3 separate regions of the Zea mays genome follow, and all the other regions are linked to region 2. A link is a contact called in public Hi-C data. All regions are on one chromosome and are shown on one strand. The core of a region is the stretch at or near the end of the contact, and the rest is flanking DNA. Distances in the headings are between cores, read along the strand shown. Region 1 holds the start of LOC100193617. Region 2 holds the start of LOC101202729 (5-amino-6-ribosylamino-2,4(1H,3H)-pyrimidinedione 5'-phosphate reductase). Region 3 holds the start of LOC103627151 (inositol-tetrakisphosphate 1-kinase 4).

Region 1 (2,700 bases), core at 118-2,617, 390 kb after region 2:
CGAGTTTTTTTTCTTTTTCTTTTGTATTCTCTCTTTTCTTTTCTGATTTCCTTTTTTTCTCATTTTGAATTTCAAATTTTGACTTTTAAATTTTTTTGTTTTGGACTCGTTCATATTTCAATTGTACAAATTCAAATCTAGTGATGAACACGGTATAATGTTTTATGTAGGTATTTCCTTCATGGCATCTTTCCTCTCTTTCTTTATTATTTCAAATTCTAAATTGTAAACCAAGTCTTAATTCCCATTTATGTAATCACTATTTTCAGTGAATGCACTCACACAAAATAAATTCAGCATGATGCATATTTTATTAAGGAATTATCCACTTTACCTTTGCCTTCTAATACTTTTCATGAATGAAAAGGTACTACACATGAAGATTTATTTCTTTCTCTTATATTTCAAAGTTGGGTATTACAGTGGACGCCCTCCTTGCGTCCTTATAGAGTAGTAGAGATTGAATCTAGGGATGACAAGGATGACAATGAGTAATTCGCTGTCGGGGAATACCTCCCCATCTCCTTCCTCACGACATAAAAACTTCCCCAGGGATATCCACAAACGCTTGCAGGGTGCATTTCTTCCCCATCTTCTACGGGATAAATCCACGACGGAGATTTAAGTGGGGATTGGGATCCCGCTTAAATTATAATTAGGATATAGATTCTTTGTTATTAACGCAAAACATCATTACTTCTATATATTGTGAGATGTAAGAAATTATTATGTGTACATAAAAAATAACACATTTGTACAATGAGTAATCTCTTGATAAGATAATTAATTAATTTTATTATTAAGTAGTATACGAAAACATCGTCATGTGCATGTTTAACGGGTCTCCGCGAGGAACGAGATGGGGAATCCGTCTTTGTTTACCGAGTTTCCGCGTTTACATCTCCATGAGGTCTAGTTTGCTAGTCAAAGTTTATTCAATCCCCTTCGATTTTGTAGCCCCTCTAATCCCTTTTAATTTTGTGACTCCTAAATTATCCCTAAAGGAAAACTCCATCTTCTAATGTAAAGGAAAACTCCATCTTCTAATGTAGGAATTTCGACCAATCGGCGTTTGGCGTGTCTAATCCAAAACGAGCGAAATGATAGAGGCGCTGTAACCAGGCAACCAGCTGTGAGCTGTCTCTCTGCGGCTCTGTGCTTGCCCCGGCAGGTGACCCCTGCTGGCAGCCGCAGCCACCAGCGAGGCCGGTCAGTCCGGCACAGAGGATCTCCTGACTGCTGGGTCCGATCTGTCAGCATAACATCCCATGGTCACCAACCCACCCTTCGCGCCGCACCCGGACCAAACCCTAGGGTTAAATACATTTTGATCCCTGCCTCTCTCCCGCACGCCCCCGCCCCGAAGACCTCGCGACGCCAAAAAGGAGGAGAGACCGCCACCCCCACGCCCGCACGGCCCACTCAGCGCTCTCCACCCCCGTCCCCTCGCGGCGGCGGCGGAGCCCGAGCCTGAGTCCTGCCCCCCCGGGCTAGGTTGGTCTCCGCCTCCGCCCTCCAGTCTCTTTGGCACAACCTGCAGCCGCTGGCGCAGGTGGACATGGATCTGCCAAGCCTCGCCGTCGTGCTGCGCGCCGCGCTCAGTCACGTTCCTGAGGAGCGCAAAGCTGCAGAGGAGAGTCTCAACCAGGTGAGCGCCTCGTCGCCTTCCGTAGTCTCGTCACCCGATGGTGGACCTCAGCTCCTCCTCAGTATCCAAACCCCTCTGAAGGCGTCTTGTTACTGTTTGATCGCGAGTCGATAGCTGGGTCTTCGAGGTGATCCGCGCGCGAATCTGGGGGCTCGATGTGCGCGAATCTGGGAGGTCGATACTTCGAGCGCTTGGTTTTTTTTCCAGGGGGCCTTTGTATTCGTCGTTGGTGCTCTGATTATTCCGATGCACAGGGTTCGTGTGTGTTTTCGTGGTATCGTGCTCGGTACTTGTGCAAGTTTCACTGCTGTACTGCGGTAATTTGGTACTGACTGTACTGTTGCAGCGGGTTTGAGTTGTTAGGTTCATTAAGTTTTCTGGGGTCTCCTACAGTAATATCAGTTACACTGCGAGGCGATGCCAAAAAGTTGGTGACTCGATTAACTGTTCGAGCACAGATAGGTTAGCGGGTCAACATATTCAAATGGGCTACATAGTCGATCACAATATGAAGGTGTCGTTTTTGAAATCCGTACTGGTGTTCCAAAGTATCCCATTATTTGTTTTATTGTTATCGTGATTACAAATTCTGTTTGGCAGTTGCAAAGGATTAAAACTGAGGTTAGGGTGCTAACTTTTGGTGGTTGTTCCAATTTCGCTTTTAATAGTACATTTACCACAAAACATTTTCGTTTTTTGGGTCAGCTGATTGGATTGGCTTAAAAGCTTCCAGTTGTGATACTTGTGTAACATATATTGGTCAAGATGGTGCACTGAGTGTTGTTTGCTCAGTCTTTGATTATTTGATGAGCTTTCTAAGTAATTTGATGCATTTTCTAGTGGGAATAATTAGATTTATACCATTAAAAGATTGCAACTTTAGATATATACCATGGGCTCCACATGTCATTGACTCATGTGAACCCCACACGTAAGTGAGATAGCAATGGTATATATCTAAAGTTGTAATCTTTTAACGGTACATATCCAACTTTCCCTTTCTAGTGTCATGATCAGTTCATGGTAATTTAGAGGTATCCTGTACCTTTTGA
Region 2 (2,700 bases), core at 162-2,661:
CCAATTTTGGTCGCCTGGGAATCCATCTGTCTGGAAGGGCAAGAAGCAAGTGCATATATTCTTCCGACCTATGTATTAAAGTATAAACAAAGAGTCACCTTGAACAATTTACTCTGCAGATCCTCCCCCACAACATCAACTTGAATGCCTTCATTTCGTAATGCTTGAATTGCCTTCCCTCTCAAGTGCTTCAAGGGATGTCTAAGACCCACCACAACTCTTGTAATTCCTGCCTACTAAAATTATTAGCAAACTACTTATATACATTGATGCCAACTTGTCAAGTTAATGCCAGTGTGTTAAACTAAGTGTATTGCAACAAGGATCATATGGACAAATGCACAAGGACCAAATAAAACCTCATAATGATGTTCGGTGACAGAGACTACTCCACAAGACAGTTTGTTGCTTAGGTGCTGGGACAACAGCATACATTCGTTGATTGTCCATTCATCTACTGATGATTAATGATTAACATAATGGTTTATGTTGAGTTTATGATCCAAATTCTGCATATGGAGACCGTGTTGGCGAGCGGAGGCTCGTCGCCGCGGTATATATTAGCAACCCTAAATAGGGTTTACTGCGTGTCGTCTTTTTACTTCTCTTGTAAGCTGCCGTCCACGGATGGTGTTCTGTAAACACTCCACATATAGTGATGAAGGTTTCGCCTGGCTAGTGTCTGTAGTTTTTCTCTTCGCATTGAAGGGTTTTCCAATGTGTGTCGTGCTCTGTAATTTGTTGGTTGATCTAATTCGTTTTTCCTACCGTTTCTGCAAACAGTTTAAACCCCTGAAAGTCTCACTATGTATAGAACCCTAACCCAGGTGTTACAATATTAGCCCAGGTGGTTTCATGACATCTGAAAACCGAGGGAGTCTGAAGTGCATTTTATTTTAAATATCAAACTCGGAGGAAACATATGGTCATATGGGGCGGAATATATGGAAGGCAATTCCGTTGAGCACCTGGACGAGGGATCCGACGGCTGTGTTGTCACCAAAGCAGTCCCCAGGCTCGAGATTGAGGTATGCCGTGCCGCCGCGCGCGTGCTCACCGGCCTCCTGTGAGGCGAGGAGCTCGGCGCAGGGCGTCCCCTGCGCATAGAGGAACCCTTCGCCGACCACCCAGGAATCAGCGCTGTCGGTATTAAGCTGGGGCCGTGCGATGACGCACCCGAAGTTCGGGTGCGGGGAGGTGAGTCCCGCAGAACGGTCGGCCACGTCGGCGGCACGGCGGAGGAGCATGGCGTCGTTCGCGTGGGAGGAGTGAGATGCAGGCACGAAGGAGGAGGCAGCGGCAGGTGCAGTGGAGACGCGGTGGCGCGTGTGGAGAAGGGGGTGGAGGAAGGATGAGGCCGCTCGCGCCGGAGCGGGCGAGGCGCCGCCGAGCAGCGGCTGAGGCAGCGGCATGTTCAGCGGATGCAGCGGTCTGGGGCTGGGAGCCGTGGCGGCGTTTTGCCAGGCTGGATGCTGGAGCGGATGAGACGTAAAATTGAGGGGAAATTTGGATCATACCATTAAAAGATCACCACTTTGGATCCATACCATTACTATCTCACTTACATGTGGGTCCACATGAGTCAATGACATGTGGGGTCCATGGTATATATCTAAAGTTTGGATCTTTTAATGGTATAGATCCAATTGTTCCAAAATTGAGGGATTGATTGGGACAAAAAAAACTATAAATAGATCTAGCTAATACGAGAATCTGAATATCGTGAAACTTACATACAGAGGAAGATGGGTGAATTTGTATATTTATAGTTTAGAAAGTGGAAGGTTCCCCTCTCACGACAAATCGATGGATTCTACATCGATGTTGACTTAGACGATTTAAAAATGATTATCACAAAATTGGATTAAAAAGTGAAGCGTTTGGCGGTTAGAAACCGATTATGGCAGAAACCGAAACAAACAAGCCCTAAGTTCAGCCCTAAATTCAGTGTTTCTAAATTATGGCCCCATTGTATGTATTATCTGCAAAAGTTCCCTCTATATCTATATCATCCCCTAAATTCCTTATTTTCATCATCCTCTCAAATATTCTAATCTCCCTAATTCCAAGCTCCCTTGTCAATGTATGCTTATCCATCTAATTACGTGAATTCTATTAGGGAACGTCTAGTAACGGGTTCAAACTTTCTCCTACAATCGATCCAAATCAATATTGTCTACTTTATTTACTTTTGTTTATCGTTTCCTTTACTTCCTTGCCCTAGGAATAGCAGTAATTAGTCTTCCTCGACCTAATTTGTTAATCCATCTATGGCTCTACGTCATTTTGGAATGCCCCGAGTGACCTGCTGATCCCGAAGCACCTCTAGATCTTTTGTCCCGATGGGGTCTCTACCGAGATGTGAGATCTAGGGTTCTGCTGGAGAAGAAGACCCTTGCCCCATCGCGGACCATCCAAGCACCGTGTGGACCATCCGATGTGACACGAAGAGAATTCACTCCTGCAGCGAGGTCGCGGATTGTCCGGCCAGAGCTAGGGACCGTCCATGCTCCCGCAGAGAGCACCACCAGAAGGTACATCCCTAGTGTTTGGTCCCAAATCAGAGCCAACAACAACTTATAACACGCTCTTCACCTCGCTCCTCTATAATAAAAATATAGCACATAAATATATATCCTAGGTCAACAATTGTATACAAATATATTCTATATAGAACCATATTAGCTTAATTTATCTATG
Region 3 (2,700 bases), core at 131-2,630, 260 kb before region 2:
ATTCACCACTCGTCTTCTAAAGGATACATTAAGTGGGACAGAGCTTAACATGGATGCTACAGACACATTTTTCCTTTGAACTATATTATACAACGAAGGATATCTATGTTGCAGTGTAAAAATGCCTAACCATTTATCTTACTAGAACTGCACATTAACTCCATTATTCACCCGAAACGTCCCCATACTCAATTTTTTTTCTTTCACCTTCATAAGACCAGATCAGAACTAGGAATCCCTTGGTTTCTTTTGGACCTGACCTATAGTTTTGTCTTTCAAATATTTCCTCCACATCATTCTTTGCCACATGCCATCTTCATTCGTTAGTTTAAATAGCCACTTGCTTAGCAAGCATTGGTTTTGCACATATAGGTCCTTCACTCCCAGGCCCTCGAGATCCCTAGGCTGACAAATAACGCTCCATCTAGTAAGATGATATTTTTTCCTTATGCTCATCTGACTGCCAAAAGAAACGGGACCGAAAGTAATTCAACTTCTGAAGAATACTTCTAGGTATCTCAAAGAAGGATAGTATGAACATAACTATGCTAGTTACTACCGAATTAATCAGTACCAGGGGACCACAAGTGCTTGCTCTTTCAATTACAAAGGTTCTTCTCAAACCGCTGTTCAATTATATTCCAATCCGCATTCGACAGTTTTCGGAAATGCATCAGGATGCCAAGATATTTGAATGGGCATTTGTCTGGTTGTGCACATGGGGTTGTTTGACCAACGTAAATGCGCTAATAAACAAAAAGCATAAGTTGGGACCTAAAACTATGGTTGATCTCTTTCCATACCTTCGTGCGACGTGGTGCATGAATTAATTGACTTGCGCCAACCCCTCCTTAGAGATGATGGTGGAATTGAGATGGCTCAACAATTGAGCATCTTGAGTGAGCCATGCCTGGTACTCTTAGACCGTGTGCAGAAGTCTATCCATAGTTTACTAAAAAGCATGGTTTTGCATTGTTCTGCACTGTAAACCGTCTGCAACAGTCTATTCATAGTTTACCCAAAAGCACTATTTTGCACTGTTCTGCATTGTTCGTATAGTGAAGTTTGAATATGGGTAAGCTGCTGACTGCTGGAGAGAGTCTTAGATTGAGCACTTTCTCTTGGCTTTTGTGTTCGGTTTCTTCTCAATGCCTTCGAAGAGCTCAACAAGTTGAACCCCACGCACTGCCAGCAGCACTTGAGCTTTCCATAGAGGAAAGTTTTCTTGAGTAAGCTTTTCGTGGACTTGATGGCTGAGGATGTTGAAGCTTCCAATGGATGATGATGAACCGGCCATGATAACCAGGTGTCGGTGGCGAGCTACTAGGCATACAGAAGGTAGTGATTGTGGGATCTCTCGTTGGTGAAGAAGGCTTCGGTACTATGTTAAGCGATGGATTATTAACGTGGTGATTGCCTACACCTACACCAAAAAGCCCTCAGTATAGCTAATACAAAAGATAAGATATACAAGGGTTGTTATATGTATATGGATGGATATAGACGATCAAGCTGTACCGTCTAATTAACAACTTCGCATCTGATTCGAGCAAGAGCAGTGCCAGTCCGCCTAGAGCTGTACTGTACCTTTCTTTTGGTACTGCTGTGCTGTGCTACTTAAGATACACACACGGGCGGCTACGACTACGAATTGCCTCCGGCTAGAGCGATAGTCCACCAAGTCAATGGCGGCGGAGCAGTGCCAGTCCTCAGGCGGCAGCTCGCCGCGGCCTCGCGCCGCATACACCATCGGCTACGCGATGCTGCCCAACAAGCACGATACCTTCGTCCAGCCGTCGTTCATCGACCTGGCAGCGCAGCACGGCATCCGGCTCGTGGCGCTCGACGCCTCCAGGCCGCTCGCGGAGCAGGGCCCCCAGCTGGACCTCGTCGTGCACAAGCTGTACGGCCAGGCGTGGCGCGCGCGGCTGGAGGCCTTCTCGGCGCTCCACCCGGACGTCCCAATCATCGACCCGCCCGCCGCCATCGACCGCATCCTGGACCGCTTCACCATGCTGGACGTCGTCTCGGGGCTCGACTGCGTGGCCGTGCCCAGGCAGGTCATGGTCCACGACGCCGGGGCCCTGCAGCAGGCCGCCGACGCCGCCGCCGACGACGTGCTCGGCCTCGGCGGCCTCCGGTTCCCGCTCGTCGCCAAGCCCGTGGAGGTGGACGGCAGCGCGGCGTCGCACGACCTCTGCCTGGTGTACCGCCGCGAGGGCCTGCGCGGCCTGCGCGGCCGCCCGCCGCTCGTGCTGCAGGAGTTCGCCAACCACGGCGGCGTGCTCTTCAAGGTGTACGTGGTGGGCGACCGCGCCACGTGCGTGGTGCGGAGCAGCCTGCCGGACGTGCCGCCGGAGCGCCTCCGGGACCCCGCCGCCGCCGCCGCGGCCCCCTTCGCCAACATCTCCCTCCTCGCCCCCAGCGGCGGCGACGAGGGCTCCGAGAAGGTGGTACCGCCGCCCCAGGACTTCGTCGACAGGGTCGCCCGCGAGATCCGGCGGGCAGTGGGCCTGCACCTCATCAACTTCGACCTCATCCGGACGAGGGACGACGCTGCAGGCGGCGACGCCAATAAGTACCTCGTCCTCGACATCAACTACTGCCCGGGCTACTCCAAAATGCCCGGCTTTGAGCCTGTCCTCACTGAATTCTTCCTGGAGAGGCTTCGCTCTCGCAGCAGAAGCATCGATGAGCGGC

What was found. Hi-C and Micro-C count contacts between places; a contact is called where the count stands out from the background.
Region 1: a contact with region 2 is called in a Hi-C map of endosperm, with 3 times the contacts expected there. The contact joins the promoter of LOC100193617 here to the promoter of LOC101202729 in region 2. A contact is called at or near these places in 5 of 25 Hi-C or Micro-C datasets (bundle sheath, ear, endosperm and 1 more) and 1 of 3 datasets of contacts at active chromatin or transcription factors (leaf).
Region 3: a Hi-C map of leaf shows a contact between it and region 2, with 3 times the contacts expected there. The contact joins the promoter of LOC103627151 here to the promoter of LOC101202729 in region 2. A contact is called at or near these places in 4 of 25 Hi-C or Micro-C datasets (ear, leaf and tassel).

The regions. Positions count from the first base shown.
Region 1 is chr5:163,632,751-163,635,450 of Zm-B73-REFERENCE-NAM-5.0, forward strand. LOC100193617 reads left to right here and starts at 1,368. Exons shown (of 22, transcript NM_001358847.1): 1 at 1,368-1,648. The coding sequence starts at 1,559.
Region 2 is chr5:163,242,463-163,245,162 of Zm-B73-REFERENCE-NAM-5.0, forward strand. It overlaps LOC101202729 (5-amino-6-ribosylamino-2,4(1H,3H)-pyrimidinedione 5'-phosphate reductase), which reads right to left and starts at 1,412. Exons shown (of 9, transcript NM_001279545.1): 1 at 969-1,412; 2 at 99-233. The coding sequence starts at 1,412.
Region 3 is chr5:162,985,633-162,988,332 of Zm-B73-REFERENCE-NAM-5.0, forward strand. It overlaps LOC103627151 (inositol-tetrakisphosphate 1-kinase 4), which reads left to right and starts at 1,381. Exons shown (of 1, transcript XM_008647458.4): 1 at 1,381-2,700. The coding sequence starts at 1,686.